Linked DNA regions of Sus scrofa: region 1 is linked to region 2. Evidence: chromatin contacts called from public HiChIP or PLAC-seq data. All regions are on one chromosome and are shown on one strand. The core of a region is the stretch at or near the end of the contact, and the rest is flanking DNA. Distances in the headings are between cores, read along the strand shown. Region 1 holds the start of IPO13 (importin-13). Region 2 holds the start of SLC6A9 (sodium- and chloride-dependent glycine transporter 1).

Region 1 (3,867 bases), core at 638-3,137, 81 kb after region 2:
CTGGGACTTCACACAGTAAGAAAACAGCCGTTTATCTCCCTGGTAGCACATGGAACAGTGCGCCACCATGCCAACACTGCCCAGCCCCGGGGGGGTGGAAGAGGGAGACCAGACCTCTCCCCCTCAACGCAGGCTCCACTCAAGGAGGCTCAGCCCCGTCTGTACCTCTGACAGTCCGTTATGGCCACTGTCCCTTGTCTGGCTCCCCGGGGATGCTGAGGCAGGCGGAGAACAGAAGCAGAGAGACGCATCCTCACCATTTGGTATGGCGCACAGGGCTCGAGAATGACAAATGAATATCTGCAACCGTTCTCTGCTTTCCAGCAAGGGAGCCCCATCTCCCCATTCATCCCAGGGGACATGCATGTCTGCATGGCAAGCCTCTGGGGGCAGAGCCCAGGAAAAAAGAAGTTCAAAAAAAAAAAAAAAAAAAAAGATGGACTGGGCAGTGGGGAGAGCCTGGGAGTGCCGTGGCAGGAAGCCATGCGGGCAGGTGAGTAGGGAAGGCCCCTGGAGCTGCCAGCAGGACCAGGCCCCTTGGGCAAAATAAAGGGGACCAACCAGGAGTGGTCTGGCTTCGGTCCAATAAACGAAGGCCCCTTCCCCAAGGAAGAGTGAAAGCACCATCCAGATCGTTTTAGCTCCAGGTTATTCTCTGAGCCCTTGGCTCAACAGAACAGGTCCAGGAGGGTTCAGCATCGCCATGGTTTCTGAGGACTGAGCTGCAGGTCTCCTGGGTTCCTGATTTCTTACTGCACTGCTCCTGCAGTTCCCATGGAGCTGGAGGAGAGCCAGTCTGGCTGGAGAGCTACACGGGGAGCACCCTGGGGGGGCCATCCCGAGACCCTAGAGTATCCACAGAGGACCCAGGTCAAAGAAAGGCCAAAAATAGCCTATTGAGAGGCTACTGCTGCCCAGAAAGACAGCAAATGCCAGGTGCTCTGGAGGCACCCTCCCAGCGGGCACCCAGCCCAGGCCTAGGCTCTGGCATTAGTGTCTGTCCCCAGAACTTCTGCTCTGTCACTGGAGTGCCCACCCCAGGGCCCTCATACCTTCTCCACGTTCTCCACAGTGAAGTCCAAGGCTGGTGCCGCTCCAGCCCCTGCAGCCCCCGGCTGCTCCTCCCGCCGCTCCATCTTTGCTCCCTCCCCAGCAGGGAGGTGGACCGTGACCTGTCTCCTGCCCCAGCCTCTTGGCTGCTGGCCCCCCTGCTAGACCCCGGCTTGGGTGCCCAGGGAGAGCTGGGGTGACAGGGGACCCAGGGCGAGCATGGCTGCCGAGGCCTCCCCACCTCGGTGGGGGGCGGGGGGCTTGCCAAAGGCCAAAAGGGGTGCCCTTCGGAGAAGACCCACGGAGGGGCACTCCTAGGAGAAAGCCACCGGTGCGGAGTTCGCAAGCGAGGGGTCCTAGTGGTAGGTCAAGGCTCTGTCCCCGGAATCTATGAGGAGAGAGTCACAGGGGAGGGAGGCCTGGGAGAAACCGAGGCCCCGGCCCGCCAAGGGTCACAGGGTCGATGGCCTGTACCCACAACACCCTCTTCTGAGTGAGCTCTCGGGTCCTAAGAGGAGGTCAAGGGGCTGGGGGGTCACGGGGGAAAGAGCCCTTCGCAGGTTACGCAGGCGTCCAACGAAGCGCGGGGCTGCAGCTTCGCAGGTCTGGGGCGAAGAGTCCGGAGAGTTGAGGGGCTGCGGCAGGTTCCCTCCGCTCGGCCCGGCCCGCGCTCTTCTCACCGCCGAGCTCCGGCCCCGCTGCCGCCGCTGCCTCCGCCCCAGTGACTGACAGGCGAGCCGGCCCGGCCGGGACGGGGCGGGGACCTCAGAGAGGTGAGGGCTGCCCCGAGCGCCTGTCCTCGGCACCGCCGACACAGACGCCGTCCCCCCCGACCCGGCTCGCCTGCCCTGACCCGACCCGGCCCGGCGCAGCCCGGCACGGCCCGGCGGAACTGCGCGGCAACTCATTCCGGGTCTCCGCTCCCGTCCTCGCGCCAACACGCGCGCCCCCGAGCAGGCGACGGAGCGGCGCGCCGCTCTAGGCCCCCGCCGAGCCAAAGGCCCCGCAGCTTTGCACCCTGGGAAATGTAGTCCGTTTTGCGCCCAGCGAGAGGGCGGCGCCTGGTGGCCGCGGCCGGGAGCACGTGGGCTTGGGGCTGGCGGAGCCCAGCCAACCCCAGTTTTACCGCGGCTTCCAGCGCTCCCGGTCGGACCGGCGGGCGGCGCTGCGGGAGGGCTCCCTAGACGGCTGTGACTCAACGGGTTGATGGATGGCGCTGGGAACCCAGGCTGGAGGATAAGGTGTGTGTTGGGGAGAGGAATACAGGGGACCCCGGTCACTCTGGTGCTCCGCCGCGGGCACCACCTGGGGCCCGGAGAGGGGCCGTCTGGGAAGACGGCTTCCGCACCACCCTGAGAAGAAACGAAACTTGGCACGCCTCCGTAGTAAAAAAGGGTGGCTCTCGGGGCCACCCATCGAGCAACTGGGAAACCGCGTACCATGGACAGTGCTCGGAGAATTTCCTAGGGTTCTTGGGAGCAACTTCTGTTTCTGAGTGATTAAAGTAAGAATAGTTCCCATTGAAGTGCTAGCATCAGTGCTTTGCATATCTAAGGTCCACCTCTCTCAGCACCTCCGTGGTGGGTAATTTTCATTCATTGTTTTCCGGGGAGGAAGCCAAAGTTGGAGAGGGTCGCGCTTACCTCGTCCCTGGGCACACAACTCGGGTAGCCGAGACCAGCCCCACATCTGACTGGCTGCAGGCAGACCCAGCAGTCCCTGCCCCTTACCCTCCGCTTGACCTTTTCTTAACGCTTGCCAGGGAAAGGAAGTAATCGAACGGGAAAAGACCTCTCCCTGCGCTTGTGCTCAGTGGAGGAAGCGGGCCATAGGACTGAGGCCTGAGAAGGTGGGTGAAGGCCTCCCTGAGAAAGTCCAGAAACTGGCTCTGAGTTTGAAGAACAGCAAGACTGGGGAGGAGGGAGGCTTGATGAGCTGTTAAGCAGAGTCCGGTGGGGATCTAGTCATTCGACAAACCTTTAACAAGAAAATGCTTGACGTACAGATAGTTTGTGTTCACTTTAAGAGGGAATGGGGGCCGGGAGGAAGGAGGGGGATGAGTAACAGAGATGAGGTTGGAAAGACAAGTTGGGAACAGTAGTCTCTTGAAGGAATTTAGACCTTATCCTCAGTGCAGTATGAAACCACGATGGGGTTTCAAGTGGGCAGTGATGACTGGATTTGCATTTTAGCCTCTCTCTGTCCTACGTAGGATACATTGAAGGAGGAAGGGGTAGAGGCTGGGGTGTTTGGAAGGATGAAGCAGGAAGCCAGCCTAAGGGAGCTGATTCCAGGTCTGTGCACAGGGCTGTGAAATGCCTTGGTCCCGAGCCTGAGATTTCATTGTGGAAGGTGTGGAAGGGGGAAGGATCAAGAGCACAGATTCTGGACTTAGGTCTGTGTTCAAAACCTGTCTCTGCCACTTTCTAGCCATAAGACCTTGACTTTTTTGGAACTCACTTAAAAAAAAAAAAAAAAATGAGGACAGTAATTCCTCCAGGGAAGGACAAACTGAGAGGGTATATGACTAGAGTGCAGTCTAGAGGCTGCATCTTGGTCAGTGTGAATTTTCTTCTTGCTTCCAATCCATGGCTTCTTTCTGGTGCCTGGGGGTCCCCATGGCAGAGAAAGAAGCCAAGTCTCACTAACAATGGCTCCAGAACAGACTTTATAAAACCGCCTGGGACAGACGGATGGAGTGAGCCTGGGGCAGAGTTGGGGGCATTTCTGGGTACCAGTCCAAAGGGGCTTCCAGGAGATGTGGGTGGGAATCCAGGAGAGCTTAGAGCCAATTGGGAAATGAATCTTTTTGAGCTA
Region 2 (3,697 bases), core at 275-2,774:
GTGGTGGACACGGGGGCTCTGGGTGCGGAGAACTCTGGATTTCAGGTTCTCGGCAGGGTTGGGGGCTCTGGCAATGGGAATTCTGGACTTTGGGATTTCCAAGATATGTAAGAATCGGAACATTGAAATGCTCTGGAAATCAGGGCTGCACCCCAGGCAGGGCCAAAGTCAGTGTTTCTGAGCTGTGTGCCTAATTTTACCTGTAGCTGCTGGGATCCAGTCTGGACCCTGCTCCGATTCCCATAATTGGCTCATGCTGTCCCCGTGGACCAGGGCCAAAGAAAGCACAACAGGATGGCCTGAAGGGCACGTGGTGCCCCAGAGACAGCTCTTGGGTCTGGAACCGATCTATCCCACTCCCTTGCATTGTGACAGGGCGGGGAAGGTGCCAGGCACTGACCACTACAAGTTCAAGGGAGGAAGAATCTGAGAGCAGAGCCCAGCTGCTGAGGCTGGGGCTCCACGCCCTGTCAGGCCAGGCTGCAACTCAAAGCCACATCCAGCCTCCCCCACCATCTCCGCAGGGCCCCTCAGCACTCCTCCACCAAGGTGCCCAGCGCTGCCAGCTGCCACAGTGCCTTCCAGAAGCGGCGCGAGTCTGGTCTTATCCTATCCCACCAGACTTACACCTAAGCATACTCCCCCGGGGCCCAGCAGAGGCCTTGATCTTGCAGGCTGATGATGACAAGTGAAACCAGTCAGCATTAGGGGATCTGACCCCGGGCCCAGCCCTCCCAGGAAATAGCGCTGCAACTGGAGCTCCTGAGACACGCCCTGGCCCGCAGTGGGTGGGGCCCAGCCACCGAGCTGCCCCTCCTCTTGCTGCCCTGCCCCAGGAAGAAGCTCACCAGCCAGCGAAGATGTCTGACCCCATCAGTCCTCCTCTCGGTCCTCTGGCCCAATGCCCCTCCTCTCCCCACAGTGGTCCAGGCTGCCGGTGCCCTTCCCACCCCGTGGGCCAGCTGCCCAGGGCCGGGAGCTCACAGCTGGGGATGGAGGCCATCCCAGCTCTGACCTGGGCTAGGCCCAAACCTACCTCCCTTGGGGCCTCCTTCTGGTTGGAAAAAAACGGCTACTTTAGTCCCTGCCTCGTGGAGACGGCTTTTCAAACCAGAACCTTTTCACATAAGCTTCTCCCAGGGACTCAACTCACTGTGTGGCTGCCTGAAGCCCTTTCTAGATCAAGGTGGGTAACATACACACATCTGTAAATCTCTCCAGATGAACGCAAACATGCTTTGTGTTACATCAGCTGCCTGGCACAACCCACGCGGGCAACGTCTCCAACTTGCCCAGACACCCCAGGGAAAAATCTCTTTTACCCACCGCATGGGTTAAAGCGTGAGGCTGCCTCCCTGTCCCCAGATTAATCCCCAAACTCTTTCTCCCGAATAGAGGCTCAGGGGACTGAATTCTGAGCACCCCCCCCTCTTCTTCCACCCCCACCTCCCCCCGACCCCCAGCCACAGGTCTTGACAGTCTCTGGGAGACTGGCAGTGAGCATCTGGCAGTCTGTCTGTCTCCCTTCATATGGAGTCCGAAGCGTGAGGGGGGACGCCCCACTGTCCCTGGCCATGGCAGTCCCAGAAGCTTCACTGATCTTCAGTGCCCTCTTCGCAGCCCCCAGCCCACCCCCAGTCTACTGGAGGAAAGTTGGCCATTTGCCATCGTCTCAGCCTCTTCCTCACCCCATTCCACTACCTGGGGACTCTTTCAACAGCCTCCCTCCCGCCTTCCCCGTGTGGCAGCCCTTTTTGACAAGCCCCAGGGGGAGGGAGGGAAGGAGGGAGAGACCAGCAATTAAATTTACGTCCTATGCGGTGGGGTGGGGCTTGGATCACCCGTGCCGGCCCCCACCCAGAGCCAGGCACGCACACCCATACATACCACTACACAGAGCTGCTGCAGTGCCCACTGTCACTCCTCCACAAACACAGATCCACCTACACAAATCCACGGGGGCAGGGGGCACAGGCTCCACAGCCTGCTCAGGGAGCGGCGAGTGCGCGCACACAAGACACCTGCAACTCGTTCACAGGAGAATAAAAATCACAAACATGCTATACCTGCCAGGTTTGGGAACAAAGTAACAATGAAAATAATCTTGCTGATGAGAATAATGTCTCCAGACCTCCCCAGATCTGATTACATCCCTAATGTGAACAGGTTATAAGTTCCGAGTTGGCAGAGCCCGGGGGGGATGCCTTGTGCAATGGACGGCATGTGTAGCCTGAGAACTGCCTTGGCAAGAAGTGTCTGTGCCTGACACCTGTTATACTGCCCAGTGCCTCTGACAGTAAATTAATAACGTGGAATCTCACTCTTCAATTGATCTTGTGGGAGTTTCGCATGTGTGAATCAGCTTCTTAGAGGCTGACTATCCCCAGGGAACAAATAAAACTGGTTTCCTGGCCAGATGACAGTGAGGCTAGAATCAGGGTGCAGAGAAGAGACCATCTCTCCAGGTTGGTGCCCTCCCTGAGCAGAGGGCACTCTGCCGGGGGGCAACAGTGGTTCCCTGACAGCCAGTACGAAAGGCCCCTTCTTCTTGAAAGCTGGTGGCTCTTAAGGTAAGCAAATATGGGAGCTCCTTTCCACCAACCGCCAAGTATTGCTGCCCAAAGGCAGCCTGGAGCAATATGTTTTGTGCATTTTACAGGACAGGAAACAGGCTCCGCAAAGCTCCCTCTGCCAAAGTCTCTGCTTTAGCTGGAACTGGAACCCAGGTCTGTCTCCCTGGGGAGGTAAGTGGGGGTCCAGGTTGGTATCTGCAGCCCCTGTAACAATATGGCCAGCATAGAGCTGACCAAACCAATTTAGGGGAGGGTCAGTGGAGAAAGGACCCCCAGGCCTCGCGTCCCAAGGAGTAGGACCCAGGCCTTACCCAGCTGTGCCCACAGTCCCTAGCGGCGCTGCTCCAAAGGGAATGGAATTTGCTCTGACTTCTCTCTAGGGGGAACGCAGGCGCAGAAGGCCGGGGGCCTGGCAGGCTAACTCCAGCCTCAGCCCCCCCCCCCAAGTGCCCCGGCCTTCTGGCTTCATTCCAGCCCTACCCGAAGGGGACGACATCTGCTTCCTCCAAGGGCCCCAGCTGGAGGGCAGCGAGGCAAAGGTGGAGAAGGGGGCTCCTTGGCAGTGCGCACTTCCAGGGGTTCGCGGGGATCAATCATCTGAAAGCTAGAGAGACTGCAATTTTATTCTGTGGGAGGAGGAGCCTGAGAAGTCGGACGGGGGTGGGGATGAGATGGGGGCGGAGGGGGATGGCAGAGCGGCCAGGGGTGCAGTTCAGAGAGGGGAGGGACTTGGCTAGGTCTCCCAAGCCTTCTCCACTCTCCAAACTTTCACCAAACTCTTTGCCCCCGCCTCCCCGAAACCAAAACACAACAAGCTCAGGAGGAGCGGCGAACGGCGCGGCGGGGCGGGCAGACTTGCGGCGGCACTGAGCCTCGGGAGGCTGATGCAACTTTCCCTTTAAGAAAGCCACCTGGGCGCACCGCGGTGCGGACCCGGCACGCCTGGGCCGGGGGCTGCAGCATGGTAAGGGGGCTGAGGGAAGGGGGCGCTGCGGCCCCAGCCTCTGACTGTCCTGCCTTGGGTCTGGATGTTTGGTGGCTCAGCGAGGCTGAGCCCCAGAACCAGCGAGAGAGAGAGAGAGCGAGCGAGCGTGTGTGTGTGTGTGTGTGTGTGTGTGTGTGTG

What was found. HiChIP or PLAC-seq counts read pairs in DNA pulled down with a chosen protein or histone mark.
Region 1: an H3K27ac HiChIP or PLAC-seq map of alveolar macrophages shows a contact between it and region 2. The contact joins the promoter of IPO13 here to the promoter of SLC6A9 in region 2. A contact is called at or near these places in 2 of 47 Hi-C or Micro-C datasets (embryonic fibroblasts and skeletal muscle) and 1 of 2 datasets of contacts at active chromatin or transcription factors (alveolar macrophages).

The regions. Positions count from the first base shown.
Region 1 is chr6:167,345,918-167,349,784 of Sscrofa11.1, forward strand. IPO13 (importin-13) reads right to left here and starts at 1,888. Exons shown (of 19, transcript XR_298727.3): 1 at 1,053-1,888.
Region 2 is chr6:167,265,669-167,269,365 of Sscrofa11.1, forward strand. SLC6A9 (sodium- and chloride-dependent glycine transporter 1) reads left to right here and starts at 1,525. Exons shown (of 15, transcript XM_021096817.1): 1 at 1,525-2,570; 2 at 2,660-2,744.